Regions from separate parts of the Anas platyrhynchos genome. Here region 1 is linked to region 2. Evidence: chromatin contacts called from public Hi-C data. All regions are on one chromosome and are shown on one strand. Each heading gives the region's core, a stretch centred on a gene start, on an enhancer-like site or on the middle of the called end of the contact. The rest is flanking DNA. Distances are from core to core; before and after follow the strand shown.

Evidence for each region. A called contact is a pair of places that touch in the nucleus more often than the background predicts.
Region 1: a contact with region 2 is called in a Hi-C map of liver, with 3 times the contacts expected there. The contact joins the enhancer-like site here to the promoter of ABRA in region 2. A contact is called at or near these places in 2 of 8 Hi-C or Micro-C datasets (liver and subcutaneous adipose tissue).

Annotation. Positions count from the first base shown.
Region 1 is chr2:19,464,251-19,468,113 of IASCAAS_PekinDuck_T2T, forward strand. All of the region lies in intron 3 of OXR1 (oxidation resistance 1), which reads right to left. Among named protein-coding and RNA genes, the nearest start is that of ABRA, 120 kb to the left of the region's middle. Within about 2 kb of position 1,336, at least 1 of the 8 cell types and tissues checked has an H3K27ac peak or open chromatin away from gene starts, as enhancers often do.
Region 2 is chr2:19,346,543-19,350,076 of IASCAAS_PekinDuck_T2T, forward strand. It overlaps ABRA (actin binding Rho activating protein), which reads left to right and starts at 1,506. Exons shown (of 2, transcript XM_005025883.6): 1 at 1,506-2,324. The coding sequence starts at 1,573.

The sequences.
Region 1 (3,863 bases), core at 86-2,585, 120 kb after region 2:
ACACACTTTCTTGTATATATACACAGAGTTATTGGTAAAGAATGTATTTTGTGCCTTGGAAATGAAACAGATGCTGAGCCAGGTGAAACACAAGCACAAAAATAGAGGATGAAGTTAGCAGTATTGAACTGATATTGTCTTGTTTCATTTAACAAAACTAGAAAACCAGCAATAATAAATCAATCACAATGTTGTTTGATCTTTGTTCACAGGCCATTAAATTTGCCATTAGTGGACTTGCTGACTTCTTGGCAGAGCAGGCTGCAGACTGCTTTTGTGGGCACATACTGAATGATTTCCAGGTTTTTGAAGGATAATGTGTGTTTGGCACATTCTGTAAAATACTAAAATTGGCTATAATACATAAAAATAAAGAAAATGCATAACTCAACTTTTTAAATGAAAGTTGCGTAATATTATCTTCCTTCAGCCAGAAAGGTCCTTGATAAAGACAGCCACTTCTTGCAGTTTTGCTGGAGAAACGTACATCTCTCCTGCCCACTGATGACTGAGTGATAAATTACATTCAAATCTCTGAAATTTCCCACTTAGTTCTTTTTTTAGCTAAATCAAATTGTCTTTTTTTTTTTTTTTAAATCTTTCCATCTTTCAGCATAAAGCCACCACAAAAATTGTGTTGTTCTGCTTTTTCTTCCTTTTCTGAACAAGAAAAGATTGCTCCCAAGCCCAGCACAGTGTAGCATACATCACAGAGCTGTTTCTAGAAGGCTTTTTCCTGACACACAATGAGCTCTTCTTAGCAAAACAAGTCCCTAAACTCAGCTAGCCCACAAAATGCAAAGTGTTTATGCACAAGAGCAGCCCTGATAAATGTTTGTGACTCTTTGTCTAGACTCTGGGTTTTGCAACTAAAATACTGTCCGAGGGAAGAAGCTTAACATCAGCCTGGGATTAAAACATGTCCAATTCCTGCACCTCAGCTAGGTCTTAGCTGCTTCCTGACAAAACTCAGGTGAGCCATTCACTGTGTATGCACGTGTAGCAGCAACAAGTTTTCAATACTCCTCACTCAGCATGAAGAAGCAGCAGCAGAATCACAAGTAAACCTCTTATTTATGGCACAAGTATTTTCAGTGCAGCAGTTTCCTTGTAACATCGCATGCACTGCTGGCTGCCATATGGCAGGCTGCAGGACAAACACTAAGAGCCAGGACTGAAGCACTGGTTGTCTCCTGAGAAGTGACCTCCAGCTGGCCTGTCCTTCCCTGTGTCTGGACACAGGGGTAGGGAACAGCCACCAGCTCAGGGCAATCAAATGCACGTTTGTGACAAAGTGGTGGAGATGATGTCCAGAGGAACATGACTCAGCAAGAGGAGGAGGTCATAACATGGGTGCTTCATTTCTGAAGCATGTCTTACTGGCTAAAACATAGAGGTGCCAATACTGCTTAGAGTGTCACCTACTCATGGTGCATTAGCCCTGTTTGTATTGGATTTTGTTCATATTCTTATAGGGGTCATCTGAACTAATTTTTGCTGTAAGCACGTCTTTGGCTTGATTCTGCACTGACTGACTTCACCTCCGGAACACCCAAAAAAATGGAGGGAAGCAGAAGGCACCAGAACACAATGGCTCCTAACCAGGATTTGCCAAGTTATATAGGACCTGAAGCAAGGGATAGAGGTTTGAAAGATGTAGTCATAAAGAAATTTCAAAGAGTGATAGATACGTGATAATGAAATCTTATTGGATCCTTAAGTGTTCAGCAGTTTTTGTTAATTAGAATTACCCTAGAATCTGAAGGCATTAGCCATCACCTGATATGATGACCTGTACTATTTTTCTGGTAAGTTATGTTGCCTTCATGTACCTATTTACTTTCTAGAATGAAAACAGTGGTAACTTTTTGTAATGATTCATTCTTTGTGCCTTTTACAAAACACTGTTTTTAATTTTTTCCCCTCTATTGCCTGTGAAGATAGTTAAAAATATAAATGTCAGCTTATATACATACATATAAATATATACATATCCAGCACATTCTAAGTGACTAATCTGAAGGGATATGGTTCTCTTAAAATAACAATATCTCCAATGAAACCAAGAATCACCAGACAAATCAGCAAGTAGCATCAGAAACAATCTGGCAGAGCATGAGAGAGACATGCTATGAGGGGGCAGATAGTTCAAACCCTGGAAATATACAGGCAAAGTCATTCACTTCATATTTAGTGTTCATATTCCCTCAAGGTTTAACCACAGCACATGTCAATACTACTCCTGTAGTTGTTACAAAAATTTAGGATAAGCAAGAAGTCAAAACAGTCTAAGCTGAATTAGAGATACTTCAGTTGTTAACAAATACAAAGGGGTTATCAACAAGTAATTTTAAAAAGAGCTGGTATCATCTACACAGGAAGAAATCTGCTATCCACTGGTCTTGTGGCAGGGAACAGCTGCAGTGGATGGCAACCAGCACACTGTGAGCAAAACCCATGATTGTGTCACCCTGCTTTCAGTGCCTCTTCATGCCTCAGGAGAGCCACAGCAGCAAAACCCTTCGGCCTGTATTTCAGATCCTACATCAGAGGCAGCAAGACGCTCACAGGGGGAATGCTCATGGCAGGAAACGGCAGCTGAGCACAGTCACCAGTGCTCAGAGCCACCTGCCAGGCCGCAGGCATCGCACTGGCGGTGACAGGGGCGTGCAGGGAGGAAGGAGCTGCCCCCACCACATTCCCCAGGGGATGCAGCAGAGATGGAGGCTGTGGCCACCTCAGCACACATCTGAGGTGAGGAACGGGCCATGAGCCACACAGCTGGAGCTGTTGAAGAAATGGGATCCACCCAACAGCCAGCAGCATGCAGAAGATGTCTTGACAAGACACTTTTACAACATGTCTGCATTATCTGAGGAACTGAGAAGCTACATATACTGTCTGCTAGGCTTCTGCCTCACTGCCAAATTTATCCTTGCTGTAGAAGTAGGTACCATCTGTAGTCTAAGGAGGCAGACAAGATAGCACTACACACCAACTAGGACTTGCCTAAATTCCCTTTAAGTGCCACTTAGACATTACAAATGTATTGTTAATGCATCTACCTATGTCACTGGAGGTGAAACCCAAAATCATACACACCTGCTTTTTAGAAGCAGTAAGCAAAATGAGTGTGCCCAGGCAGAAACACAGAAGTAGTGAGTATTACAGTTGACCCAGAATATTTCTTCCTATTTTCCTAAGAATATTTCTGCAGGAGGAAGTTTCCCTGTAAAATATAGAAACCACAGTATTTTGTCTGCACTCAGCTGATGGACATTGAACTTCTTCCTGCGACTCACACTTCACTTCCCTAAAATTAGATCTGTGTTAAAGGCAACCCTTATGACACTCTTACTCAGCCTGAATAATATTTATAAGCAATGATCAATTCAAGCCATGTTCAAAAGCCAAATTTAATCCTCCAGAGCACCTTCAACAAAGAAAACCGTCTGGCTGCCAGGCCAGAGAAGAAAGCCACAGCAGACTGACCCACTCATTTGTCCTGAGGAGGGAGGAGAACAAGACATGAGATTATAGCAGGTAGAGAAGAGGGAAGGGACATAGCAAAATTAATGGATACTTTCTCTCACTGCATTGGGTTAACAGCTACAACATATTCGAGAGACAAAATAAGCCCTTGGGCATCAACCCCATGGAGGGGTACAGGCCAAGAAGGAAGTTTGACCAAAGGGCAGTGGAAAGAAGAGACAAGGGAAGGGCCCTGCTTGAGGGAGGACCTCAGAGCCAGGCTGCTCTGGAGGCTACCTCAGAAAAATAAATAGACAGTGGTATAGGAGCATGAAGAAAAGTAGAGGCCCTGCTTTACATGGGAATTTGGTGTCCATACTGAAAAGTATTAC
Region 2 (3,534 bases), core at 256-2,755:
AAATAAACGTTCAGTAACACATGCTTCTTAATCAGGTTGCACCAGTACACTTCATAATGGCATTTCAGAGTTACGATGAAGCTGGTAATAGCCACGATTGTACAGTATCCTGAGGTCATACATTTCTTTCTAAAATAAAAGTGTGATTAAATATCATATAGCAACACTAACCTACGTTATGTCATCAGTTTTGAAGAGGAAATGACCCCACAGATTAATGAGGAATTCTGCCTAGAAGTCAAAGGTATGATAAAGCTTTGTTATTAAACAAGAGCTAGATATAATCAAACCTACTTGAAAAAGCCCAGCCTTTAATAGAGAGAATCAAAAAAGGCAGAGTAGTAAGAGTCCATATTTATCTCTGGTATAACACCAATGAAGCAAACAGAATACCCTGAAGTTGTTTGCCTGACTGCCACATGGCAAGTATGGCAAGTCATCTGCTAAGCTGTGAGGTATGATAGATGGAAAAAGCAATGCCAGTTTCCTTTCCTGTTTAGGAAACAATATACTAAGAAATAAGACACTATAGGACTGTAACTCAGAAAATGTCTGTTTGTTATTATGTAACAACTGATAAAACCCACCAAAAAAAATATAAATTCAAATATAACCACTCTCCAGGAAGTCCTCTGGAATGAAGAAATTATGATTTTTCCTAGAAAACTATTTTTTTATATACTGTAAATGTTGGACATAATTATGGTGGAAATAACATACAACTAAACACTAGTTTATATAGATAACTTCCTTGAAAAAGCAGTCAGAAATGCAATAGGTCACACTTAATTATTTTTTTTTCAAAATCCTAAATAAAAATTAGGAGACCATTCATCCATCCAGTCAAGTCAGACTTATTGTATTAATCTTCAGACTAGAGATAGTGATTCACTCATTCTTAGCACCGACACCAAATGCAATATTGTTCCTAAAACCCCCTAAAGGTACACTGTAAACAGACATAACTGGGGAATAACTTGGAATAGAGCACATAAATACCTTTTAAAAATTAACATACCTGGATTTTCTTGGATATGTGAGCAATAAAATGAAATCACCTAGCATATTTTTACAAAATACATCTAAACATTTCTCATTCGTAATCTGCTTCTGGCTTTACACTCCGTGACTAAGGGCAAGTTTTGCCTGTGATGATGAGTGGTCTCTGCTCTGTCGACAACTGACAGCACCTAACATTTAGCCATTTCAGACACTCTGTTCAATATCTTTAACCCAAATTCTGCACTTGCCAACAAATTGGGGATTGAGCAGTCCCTGGGAAGAGTGCTTATAGAAACCATGAATATCTCACTATTCCCAGTACAGGTCTGTGTCATCCTGTTTACATCACGCATCATTCATCTGCTGTGATGAAATGTGATCCCACGTTTTAAAAAAAGAACTCCGTAATAGTGAGGATACTCTATCTTTGTGCAAAGTGTTTCACATATTTTCCATGGGCACAAACTGCTCCCACTTCTATTTAAATCTCTGCAGCTCTCTTTGCTGGACATTACTTGCTTAAGGAAGCTCATTGAGGAGGTGCTTAACATAAGAGGGCAAAGCACCAGCATGGCAGCAGACAGCAGCATGGTTCTTGAAAAGAAGGCGAGCACAACTCCTGCAAAAAGGGCTGTCCACAAGATCCGAACAGCCACCTTAGTCTTCAGCTTGGCGCGAGGTTGGCAGCAGTGGGCAACTGATCACAATGTAAAGCAAGCTCAAGAACCCACCGGCTGGGTCCCCAGTGCAGTGGACTCATCAACTCAGCCAGTGCAAGAAAGACCCTTTGAAAAATGGCCAATTCCATCCACCAAGAGGGACCAAGGAAAAGACGATGAAAAATCCTCAGTAAATGAATCAACTACAATAAGAGATGCTGAAAAAAAATCCAGGGAATCGGATGAAGCCCTCAAAAAGTTCAACATTAGAAGCAAAGAGGTGGCCAAGACAGTTGTAAGCAAAGCCTACGAACGGGGAGGTGATATTAGCCTCCTCAGTGACAGATACGAGAACAACAATGGCAGCTCAGAGATGATCAAGCTCAAAGAAGAATCAAATGCTATTGACAAAATTCTTAGTGCCAAATTATCACCCACAATAAGGAGAAAGTGTTCAAACACGGTATCAGAGCTGACCAAGGGCTGGAAGCAGATGGAACAAGAGGACAAAGTGGGGACTAAGGAAGAACTGCTGCTTAACAGCCACGATGACAGCATGGATGCAGAGGACAGTGGCTATGGGGAAGCAGAGGACAGACTTGAGCCAGAGGACAGCGACCAAGAGGTGACAGCTGTGAGGATTAAACGACCTGTGCCATCTTTGTAAGTAAAACACCTTTGTTACCATATCACAAATGGTCAGCAGATCCTGAAACGGGAACAGGCTTCCACAACAAATAAGTGAAATGAGACCAGGAAAAAACAAACATAGCAAATGGTTAAAGAGAAATAATTATTCCTAAAAAAAAAAGCAAAACAATAATAATAATAATAATAATAATAATAATAAAATCCAGAAAACCTTTCACGTAACTCTCTATGCTTAAGTGGTTAGTCAGTAACTTCTGACTACAGTCTTGCATCTTATGCATATATGCATAAGAGACATAGGAAGTTATATTTGGGAAATGTTATTCAATTTAATTTTGACACTAGGTTTATTGGTTCATCTAAATCACTACTTACCTCTCAATATTTTAGTCCACATTTCAGATTAACATCTTTTCGTTCCTCAGGAACCCACAGCTATTCAGATGATCTTAGTGGTCTTTTATAACCTGAATGATACTATGTTTTCAGCAAATACTAATTCTAAAGCAACACACCTGAGCAAATAATATTTCAACATATTTATTCATTATTTTGCTTTGCAAAAATTGTGAATAATCTTGGGAGTGATTTACGCAGAATGTCCAAAAATAGGTATTGAAGTACATCACTTCTAGGTACATCTTAACAAAATCTGGGTTCACTGATTCTCTTTGGAAGCTTTCCTTATGGATTTGGAATTCATTAAGTCAAAGGATGGAACTTCTCTGTTTAGGGTCCCAGTTTCTGAGATTTTAGAAAGCATTCAGCCTGCCTCTACTTCTGAAAGAGTGATTTGAATCATGCTATAAATCATTTCTAAACCATGTTACAAGTCATTTGACAAAAAGAACATTTGAATCATCAATTCATTTTTCAAATTCAGCGCCTCTCTGTGGGTACACACACACACTCTCTCTCTCTAAGTATGCTCACGGAGTCTGTTGTGGAACTTTCAGACATACAGACTTTCTTATGCCTGTAACTGGTGTGAACAGAAAAGAAGGAGAAAAAAATATTCCTTACTGATGTAGTTATTACAGGTTCTAAAAAAGAGAGAGAGAGAATTAAGTAGCAAAACCATAGTATCAGATGGTTTTGAGTAAGGCTTCTTTCAGTAAGAGGATTGTGCTTGAAGATTACTACACTACAGCAGCTGCATATTAAATTTAGAGTCCAGGTAGTAAACAAGTAAGGTTCAGCCACAGACAGGCAGTCGTGGGGA